2 separate regions of the Oncorhynchus mykiss genome follow, and region 2 is linked to region 1. Evidence: chromatin contacts called from public Hi-C data. All regions are on one chromosome and are shown on one strand. The core of a region is the stretch at or near the end of the contact, and the rest is flanking DNA. Distances in the headings are between cores, read along the strand shown. Region 1 holds the start of stim1a (stromal interaction molecule 1a). Region 2 holds the start of cwf19l2 (CWF19-like protein 2).

Region 1 (4,388 bases), core at 1,002-3,501:
TAGTGGATTTTAACATTGCTTGCCTATGGTAGGCCTGCAGTGTTTTGATATAGAATAGCACCTTTGGAAATTATAACAGCAGTAGGCTACCTCACTTTATGTTGCGTCACTCAAGTGCTTCCGTAAGATTGTGTTCTCAGTCTACATATCTATTATACAGAAGTAGCACATAAAAAACATGTAAAGGTTAAAAACAAGTCAGACTCACCAAACATACTATCTTCAGTGGCAGGGTTTGTATGAACATATAGCCTACAATCTGTCTGAGAGCGTCAAAGTAGTCAAGCAAAGTGTTGCTGTAGTGGAGGAAGTGTGAGTGTTCGCTGAACAGGAAGCTGCTCGAGCAATAATAGCACTGTGAGGAAGTTTGTCTTCTCACCATGACAGCCTGAGCTATTGTTTTAAATAAATGTTGCTGGTAGAATATTAAACAGCATTTTTACATAGAATTGTTACCCAATGAATTACCTTATTTGACATTCAAATGTACAGAATAAGAATAACCACATCGTCGTTAGAGGCCCATTGCAGTCTAAATTAGTTTTTCCTGTGTGTTTTATCATCTTGTACAACAGCTGATGAAACTAGCACTGCAAACGTGTGATTTTTTCTTATCAGTGTTATTCCTGATAATAGTTCCTGGTTGAAAATACAATCTACACAGGACCTTCTAATCAGTAGGTTTGCATGGGTGGGGATTTCTACTTGCCTGGTGATATCTCCGGTCTGTAAATTGGTTAATAGACAAGTAACAGAGAGTTCCGAACCTCTCTGCCAATAACAGCTAGTTTTCAGACCACTCCCAGACGGTCCTAGCAAAATTATTGCTTGAGAATTTTTTTGTTGCTAAAAGGCTATTTTAAAAAAAAAATATGGTGAACTATTACAGTAAGGTGCTTAATTGTTACCCAGAAATGATTTTATATTGATATACATGTGGTTGCGTTGGGCATTTCAAACTGAGAATTTGAGGAAGTATCATTCATCAGCTTATGATATATTATCAGATCAAGGTGTATCATGCAGCTGTATTATAAACAGTTTGGATTTAGCATGATAAGGCCTACTGGCTACCCCAGTTAGGCTCAGATTTGTTCTGATGGGGGTATTAAGATCATCAGAAGATGTACCACCCCCACCTGATGGTATGTCTCCCTACTGTTTTACTGTTAGCGTTGTGTAGCCCACAGCCTCAAGGTGGCATGCTTGAGCTTAGTTGTGTGGAACTGGTGAGTCGATGAGCCACACCGTTCGTATGTTGTAATAGCCTACATCCACACACCTTTAGGTGGAAGTATAATGTCACAATCAGATTGAAGAAGTGGACAGCATAGGCAGCAGTCTTCCAAAACGATCTTCCGGTAGTCGTGACGTTGGATCCAATACGCTGCTCATCATGACTGCTCTAACCATAGACTTAGATAGACATTGCATCATTGTATCTGTTCTTATATGGCGTCTTTGGGAGCACAGGCACCGCCATTGAGGCCATATCCATTTTGAAGTAGTACATTTTCTTATTTTACAACTTCTATGAGTTGGCAAACAAACTGAAAGGGTGCACACTGCCATCTATAGTGTTTTATTTGAACAAGTATAAGGCCAAGGTTGGCGATATACTGCCACCTGCAGTTATGGTTTCTTCACAAGTATAATTCATTAGTTGATCCCTCCTGGTGACCTGGATGGAATAATGTGATCCTTCCTTAAATAATTCGAAAGTCCCACCCAGTTGACTACTTCAAAATATTAAAAGTCCTGGTGCTGCACATGCTAAAACAAAGTTAAACGTTTTCTCTGCTACCGCATGGCAAGTGGTACTGAAGCCATGTGTAGGACCAGAAGACTCCTCAACAGCTTCTACCCCCAAGCCATTAGACTGCTTTATTAATAAAAATCGCTAACGGACAATTTACATTGACACCCCTTTTTACTTAAGTAATTTTCTATAATAATATATATATATATTTTTTTACTCAAGTATAACAATTAGGTACTTTTCCACAACAATATATATATATATATATATATATATATATATATATATATATATGCATTACTTAGGTAAAAAGGGGTGTCAATGTAAATTGTATATTGTATATATATATATATATATATATATATATATATATATATATATATATATATTTTTACCTTCACAATTCGATTACACCATTTACAGGGCGGAACTCTTATTTTGAAGGATTACTAAAAACACGTGACAGGAAGTGATTCACTAAAATTACTTGATTCACAGGTGAAGCAACCAAGTCCAGAGAATTGAACGAGTCAGCTCCAAAGCCAAGAGTTTAAGCTTTTTTGAGTGTGGGGCGGGGGGGGGAGACCAGCTGTAGCAGACATGTAGTTCGTGGATGACAATCGCTCTGTGTTTGAATCAATCATAAGTACTTTTTTCTTTACTCGAGTGTATTTTATCCAGTAAATTGACGTAAGAGGACGGCTTGGCTCGCGTTCTGTCATTGTGTATAGCTCGTGTGCTATGATTAGCTGCTGACAATGATCTGAAGTCTGCTGTGCTAGTGGGTTGGTGAGCTAGCTGAAGACGGGACCGGAACCATTACGTTACTTAGTTATCTTTATCCTAGTGTCTGTGTTATTCGACCACCTCGGCCCTTGCCTTGGATTGCCATTAGCGGGCTAAACAGAGCGGAAAATCATTTGTCATATGCAGCTAGCCAGCTAATTTAGTTCTTTATTCATGGAGTACAGAGGGGTTTCTCTTTGCAGTTTGGACCTACGATTGATGACGTGCCTTTGATTCTACTGTAACCACGAGAGTTGTGATAAGAGCATCAAATGCAGAAGTATTGAAAGGTAAAAAACTACAATTTCATGCCTACCTAGAAAATCATGGAACAACTGACCCGATTACTTATGTTTTGATAAGGTTGGTTAGCCAGCCGTTTGTTATTGTTAATTAGCTGTTAACGCGTTAGCTATAATTGCTTGTGAACCATATCCAGCTAATATTGTCTTGTAATGATTTTATTGAAATAGCTAAACATGTTAATTGTTTGCTAGTAGTATTATGTTCATGATAATGTTTAGCATGAGTCAACCACTGATTTTTGTTAGGGGCTGTAGTACAGGCTCTACCTGCCTATCTGACTTCTATACTGAGTAACTAGCCAAGTTAATGTCCCAGATATGGGCTACCAATCCTCCTTGTCCGATGATAGTTTGCTTGTAAAGTTTCCGATGTGATCTCATTTTACAATTTTTAGTTAAATTATTATTACAATCTAAAATAACTAAGTCATTGGTTTGAAATCTGAAGTTCAGTCATAGTTAAATCACTAGGCTAGTACAGTATCTAACGTTATACATTCATATGAGATGTCACTAAAACATTTCTTCTCCACCCTCTTCCTAGCAAACCTCCATTATGGATTTCAGCAAATCGTTGACCTTGTGGATTGTATGCTTATGCCTCCTGAGCGAAAGTTGGAGGGTCCAAGCCAGCTCAGACCACCATCATATTGATAATGGTGTGTCAGGTATGTAAATATCATTGAGAAATGTCCAAACATTATGACACGCCTGCAAGTGTGTGTTCATACAATACTCCATACACAAAGTGATCAAAATTGGTCACTTGTAAACTTTTGTTGCATTATCAGTGCACTAGAATCTCCAGTGCCAGTTTTTTTATTTATTTAGAAATTGTGCCAGCTCTAAATGCAGCCATGCTGAGAATAGTTAGGGTATGCATTCTCCATTAAGCTCTGTCCTCGGGTGATCATGGCACACAGTCAAGTCAGGGAGTCTGGCATCTTGGTATTGTTTTTTTTTTTGCTTGTCGATTTGACAAGTCAGTCAAAATGTATTTTTACTTATCGTCACTAGTTTTGCCACAGCATTCAATATAATTCCAAAACGGAATGTGTGACACTATTGTCATAAGTTATGTAAACTAAACAATGTGACACTGAAGATGTTTGGGACTTGTAAGGAACATCATATAGGTGTCTAAGCCTCACGTCGGCTACAGTAGTACGCTAGACCTAGCCTATTCATTGTTAGTTTGAGACCAAACCAGTCTCCTCTTGTTCCATTTTGGGTGGGTATGTATAATAAGTCATATCATATTTATACAGCTGTGGGTGAACTGGGTGCCTGCCCATAATTTTATCAGCACTGTTTATACAGGGCTCCTATGATTGCACATGAACAGTGTTGATGTTGAACTTGTGGCATTTGTAATTTATCATGTAGTGCTATGCTTCCTGTCCAAGGGGCCCCTAACTATTGTAGGCCTATTCTTAAAAAATGGAGACATTTAGAAATGAATAACAATAGCTTAAAAGACTACTCTCTGCCATGAAAGTTAGCCTATTCTATACCACTTACAGTAATTGTGCCTCTAC
Region 2 (4,741 bases), core at 555-3,054, 150 kb before region 1:
CCTCACAAACCTTTACGCACAATTGAGAGCATCCTGTTGGGCTGGATCACAGCCTGGTACGGCAACTGCACCGCCCGCAACCACAGGGCTCTCCAGAGGGTGGTGCGGTCTGCCAAACGCATCACCAGGGGCACACTGCCTGCCCTCCAGGACACCTACAGCACCCGATGTCACAGGAAGGCCAAAAAGCTCATGAAGGACAACAACCACCCAAGCCATGACCTGTTCACCCCACTACCATCCAGAAGATGAGGTCAGTACAGGTGCATCAAAGCTGGGACTGAGAGACTGAAAAACAGCTTCTATCTCAAGGCCACCAGACTGTTAAATAGCCATCACTAGCCGACTACCACCCGGTTACCCAATCCTGCACCTTAGAGGCTGCTACCCTATATACATAGTCTTTGAATCACTGGCCACTTTAAAAATGTAACACTATACACTTTAATAAAGTTAACATACTGCTTTACTCATCTTATATGTATATACTGTATTCTAATCTACTATATTTTAGTCAATGTCACTCCAACATTGCTCGTCCTAATATTTATATATTTCTTAATTCCATTACTTTACTTTTAGATTTGTGTGTAGTGTTGTGAATTGTTAGATATTACTGCACTGTTGGAGCTAGGAACAAGCATTTCACTACACCAGCAATAACATCTGCTAAATATGTGTATGTGTAACAGTATAGCTTCCGTCCCTCTCCTCACCCTTCCTGGTCTCTTACCAGGGACCCTCTGCACACATCGACAACAGCCACATTCGAAGCAGAGCAAGGGGAACAATTACTTCAAGGTCTCAGAGCGAGTGACGTCACCGATTGAAACGCTAGCCATTTCACATCGGTTACATATGTGACCAATAACATTTGATTTGATCACCTGAGGTGGGTAGATAGAGGCAGAAAGAGGCATGCACCAGCTCTGTTATGTACAACCTCGCCACCTAGTGTTTGCCATATTCACATCACACCTGACTGACCACCAGAGAGAGAATAACAGCATTGTACTGTAGCAAAGCCACCATGGGGGGAAAAGGGGACAAGTTAATGTACTTGGGAAGGAATTGAAAATGAATGCAAGTAATGTTAACTAGTTTCTACAAATACTTAAGTCAGCAGTGTTCGACTGTATAGTTCTAACACACGTTTAAAGGTAGTTAGCTTAGCTAAGACGAAATAGGTACAGTAGCTAGCCAGCCAGCCATGTGACTCTGGTTCGTGCTATCCGGGTTCCTTCGGAAGTCCCTAACCCATTTTAATGTTCAACTTCAGTGAGTGGGGTGGGGAGACGTCCCAATGATCCCTACTAGCAAGGACCATGTGACTTCCTCTCACTGTTTTGATGTTTGCTAGCGAACTGGCTAAGATAGCTAGCTAGCTAGCTACACATATATGCTGTACTAGCTAGTATGTAATAGCATTATTCAAACGACTTATTATCACTGTATAATATTGAACATACGTATATGTACCAATTGCAAATATTGTAGAAAATGCATCACAAACCTAGCTAACTAAGTCGTATGGCAGACCTTCAGGCTAGCTATTTGTTAGCATTCAACTAGTCGTTGCAGCAATACACTTGGCTTTTGTACTGGCGTTATATCAACGTATCTTACATTGCGCATGTAGACTAGTATCTAATTATAAAGCACACATATGTACCTTCTGAATAACCTCCTCCCTGGCTTTACGTTTGTATTCTTTTCGGACTTCGATGCTGTTAACACTTTCAAAACTGCCTCCGTGCGTCGCCATAACACTGCCGTTAAATGTGCTTCCATCAACTGTCGCAAAAATATTTACGAGACCTGAAAATACATTGTTTCTGGTTAATGTAGTCCACTGCATTGGATCGTACAAACAAATAAAAAGTTTTTTTTTAAATAGATAGAAATACAGTTGTATTTTGTGAACGTGTGAACAAACCGATATAAAAACCAACCTGGATTACCTGGAAAATTATTGTACAGGTAGTAGGGCAGTGCACTCATCGAATAACTGCAAGGTTCAATCCCCCCTCTTTTAGGCCTTCATTTAACGTTTTCTCTGTTCTCAATCTCACTGTGTCTGCAGAGCACTACTTGAGAGATGGGATATAGTGTAGCTCTCATATAATTAAAATGTAATTCTCGTTCTGTGGTGGCTCCAGTGTGTTATGCTGGGTAGGCTAAAGGAAAAGGGACTATACAGTATTGGCCTGCCTATGACAAGGCCAAGATGCAAAATGGCCTATAATGAATAGGAATGTATTGCAATGATGTTGTCTTGATGTCACTATCTATTTGATCAATACACTGTGGGCAGGCAGACATCTAACCACCTTTAATTTTCTGAAAATGTCAAGTGCCTATCTGAGGCAGACAACAGCAGCAGCACAACAATCAATAGCCAGATAAAACACTAGGTATGGTAGACTCCAGCCTCCTTTTAACTACATAACTGTTTTTTCAGTCCCGGTGGACTCAGACAGTCCCAGAGGTAATTTACCGGGAGCCATTTCTCAATTATCACGGGGCTGCTTTGAGATACCGTCACTGCCACGAACAAGAGCCCATTACCCCGAGATCCATTCAGCTATTTAACTTGTCTGTTGGACCTTATCTCATTATGATTGGGGTGTGTGAGTGTGTTGGGTGCGTATGTCCATTTCAGGTGCTGTCTACAGAGAGCCAGACTCCCTGACAGCACAAATGTGTTCCTGAATACTGATACTCAGGCTGCTCAGGGACCATGCAGTAGCAGATATGGAGGGGAGTGATAGGGGAATGAGAGGGAGAGTGAAGTAAGGAGCAAGACAGAGGAGGATGGGAGAGGGAAGAAAAGTGATAGAGAGGCAGTGTAGTGACCACGACGATCCCAGTAAACAGTGATAGAACAGTGAACAGAAAAGTGATAGAGAGGCAGTGTAGTGACCACGACAATCCCAGTAAACAGCAGAAAGGGGAGGGACGGAGAGGAGAGATGGAGACAGCGAGCAAGAGAGAGACAGAGACAGAGAGGAGAGAGAGGAGCATACAGTTTTTGATCAGCTGGACATTTGGGGCCCCTCTCTCTGTGATTGTCTGGTACCGCCCTCATTGAGATGAATTAGTCTGGCATTGGGAAGCAATGGCAGCAGCAGCAGACCAACACACTGCACTAAAAATACCAGAACTTACAGTGACTCAGCTTGGCAATGAAGGGTACTTAAGGAATAGTTTACCCCAAAACGAAAGTTTCTATAACACCAAATTCTTCAGTCTAAGGGAGGTATGAAACCTTTGTAAAGTGAACTATTCAGATGTTACAAAGACACAAATACACTATACCCCTTTAAATTAGTGGATTCTGCTATTTCAGCCACAACCGTTGCTGACAGGTGTATAAAATCGAGCACACAGCCATGCAATCTCCAAAGACAAACATTGGTAGTAAAATGGCCTTACTGAAGTGTTCAGTGACTTTCAACGTGGCACCGTCATAGGATACCACCTTTACAACCAGTCAGTTCACCAAAAGTCTGCCTTGCTAGAGCTGTCAACTGTAACAGCTGATATTGTGAAGTGGGAACATCTAGGAGCAACAACGGCTCAGTCGCGAAGTGATAGGCCTCACAAGCACACAGAACGGGACCGCCGAGTGCTGAAGCGTGTAGTGCGTAAAAATCGTCTGTCCTCTGTTGCAACACTCACTACCGAGTTCCAAACTGCCTCTAGAATCAACCTCAGGATAAGAACTGTTCGTCGAGGGCTTCATAAAATGCGTTTCCATGGCTGAGCTGCAGCACACAAGCCTAAGATATTTAATGCCCCACGCCAAGCGTCGGCTGGAGAAGTGTCAAGCTTGCTGACATTGGACTCTGGAGCAGTGGAAACGCGTTCTCTGGAGTGATGAATCCCGCTTCACCATCTGTCAGTCCGACGAACAAATCTGGGTTTTGCAGATGCCAGGAGAACGCTACCTGCCCGAATGTATAGTGCCAACTGTAAAGTTTGGTGGAGGAGGAATAATGTTCTGGGGCTGTTTTTCATGGTTCGGGCTAAGCCCCTAAGTACCAGTGAAGGGAAATCTTAATGCGAAGGTATACAATGACATTCTAGACAATTCTGTGCTTCCAACTTTGTGGCAACAGTTTGGGGAAGGACCTTTCCTGTTTCAGCATGACAATGCCCCCATGCACAAAGTGAGGTCCATACAGAAATAGTTTGTCGAGATTGGTGTGGAAGAACTTGACTGGCCTGCACAGAGCCGTGACCTCAACCCCATCCAACATCTGTGGGATGAATTGGAACGCCGACTGCGAGCCAGGCCTAATCCACCAACATCAGTGCCTGAACTAATGCTCTTGTGGCTGAATGGAAGCAAGTCTGTTCCAGCATCTAGTGGAAAGCCTTCCCAAGCAGCAAAGGGGGACCAACTCCATATTAATGACAATGATTTTGGAATAAGATGTCCACATACTTTTGGTCATGTAGTGTATTTCAAGGTTACCATTCCCTTTCAACATCCTGGGGCTTTTTCTAACACTTAAAACTAAATACATACATTTGGAGTGAAGGAAATCAAACAGACACTTTCCTCATTAATTTGAAGGCCATTATGTTTTTCAATCTTTATTATTTACAATAATCAGAGACAATAAAACGCATCATTGCCTCGTATAATTGTCTTGCCTTTATCTGATGAGGTGAAAAGCGAATTTATTTCTGAATTCAATGTTTTTCAGTTTAGGGAACTAATTCATTCAAACCT

Evidence for each region. A called contact is a pair of places that touch in the nucleus more often than the background predicts.
Region 2: a contact with region 1 is called in a Hi-C map of blood, with 6 times the contacts expected there. The contact joins the promoter of cwf19l2 here to the promoter of stim1a in region 1. A contact is called at or near these places in 2 of 3 Hi-C or Micro-C datasets (blood and liver).

Annotation. Positions count from the first base shown.
Region 1 is chr27:34,817,576-34,821,963 of USDA_OmykA_1.1, reverse strand. It overlaps stim1a (stromal interaction molecule 1a), which reads left to right and starts at 2,251. Exons shown (of 13, transcript XM_021588397.2): 1 at 2,251-2,835; 2 at 3,395-3,518. The coding sequence starts at 3,407. It overlaps LOC110507199 (rho-related GTP-binding protein RhoG), which reads right to left and starts at 343. Exons shown (of 3, transcript XM_036965162.1): 1 at 209-343.
Region 2 is chr27:34,967,583-34,972,323 of USDA_OmykA_1.1, reverse strand. cwf19l2 (CWF19-like protein 2) reads right to left here and starts at 1,804. Exons shown (of 19, transcript XM_036965014.1): 1 at 1,673-1,804. The coding sequence starts at 1,765.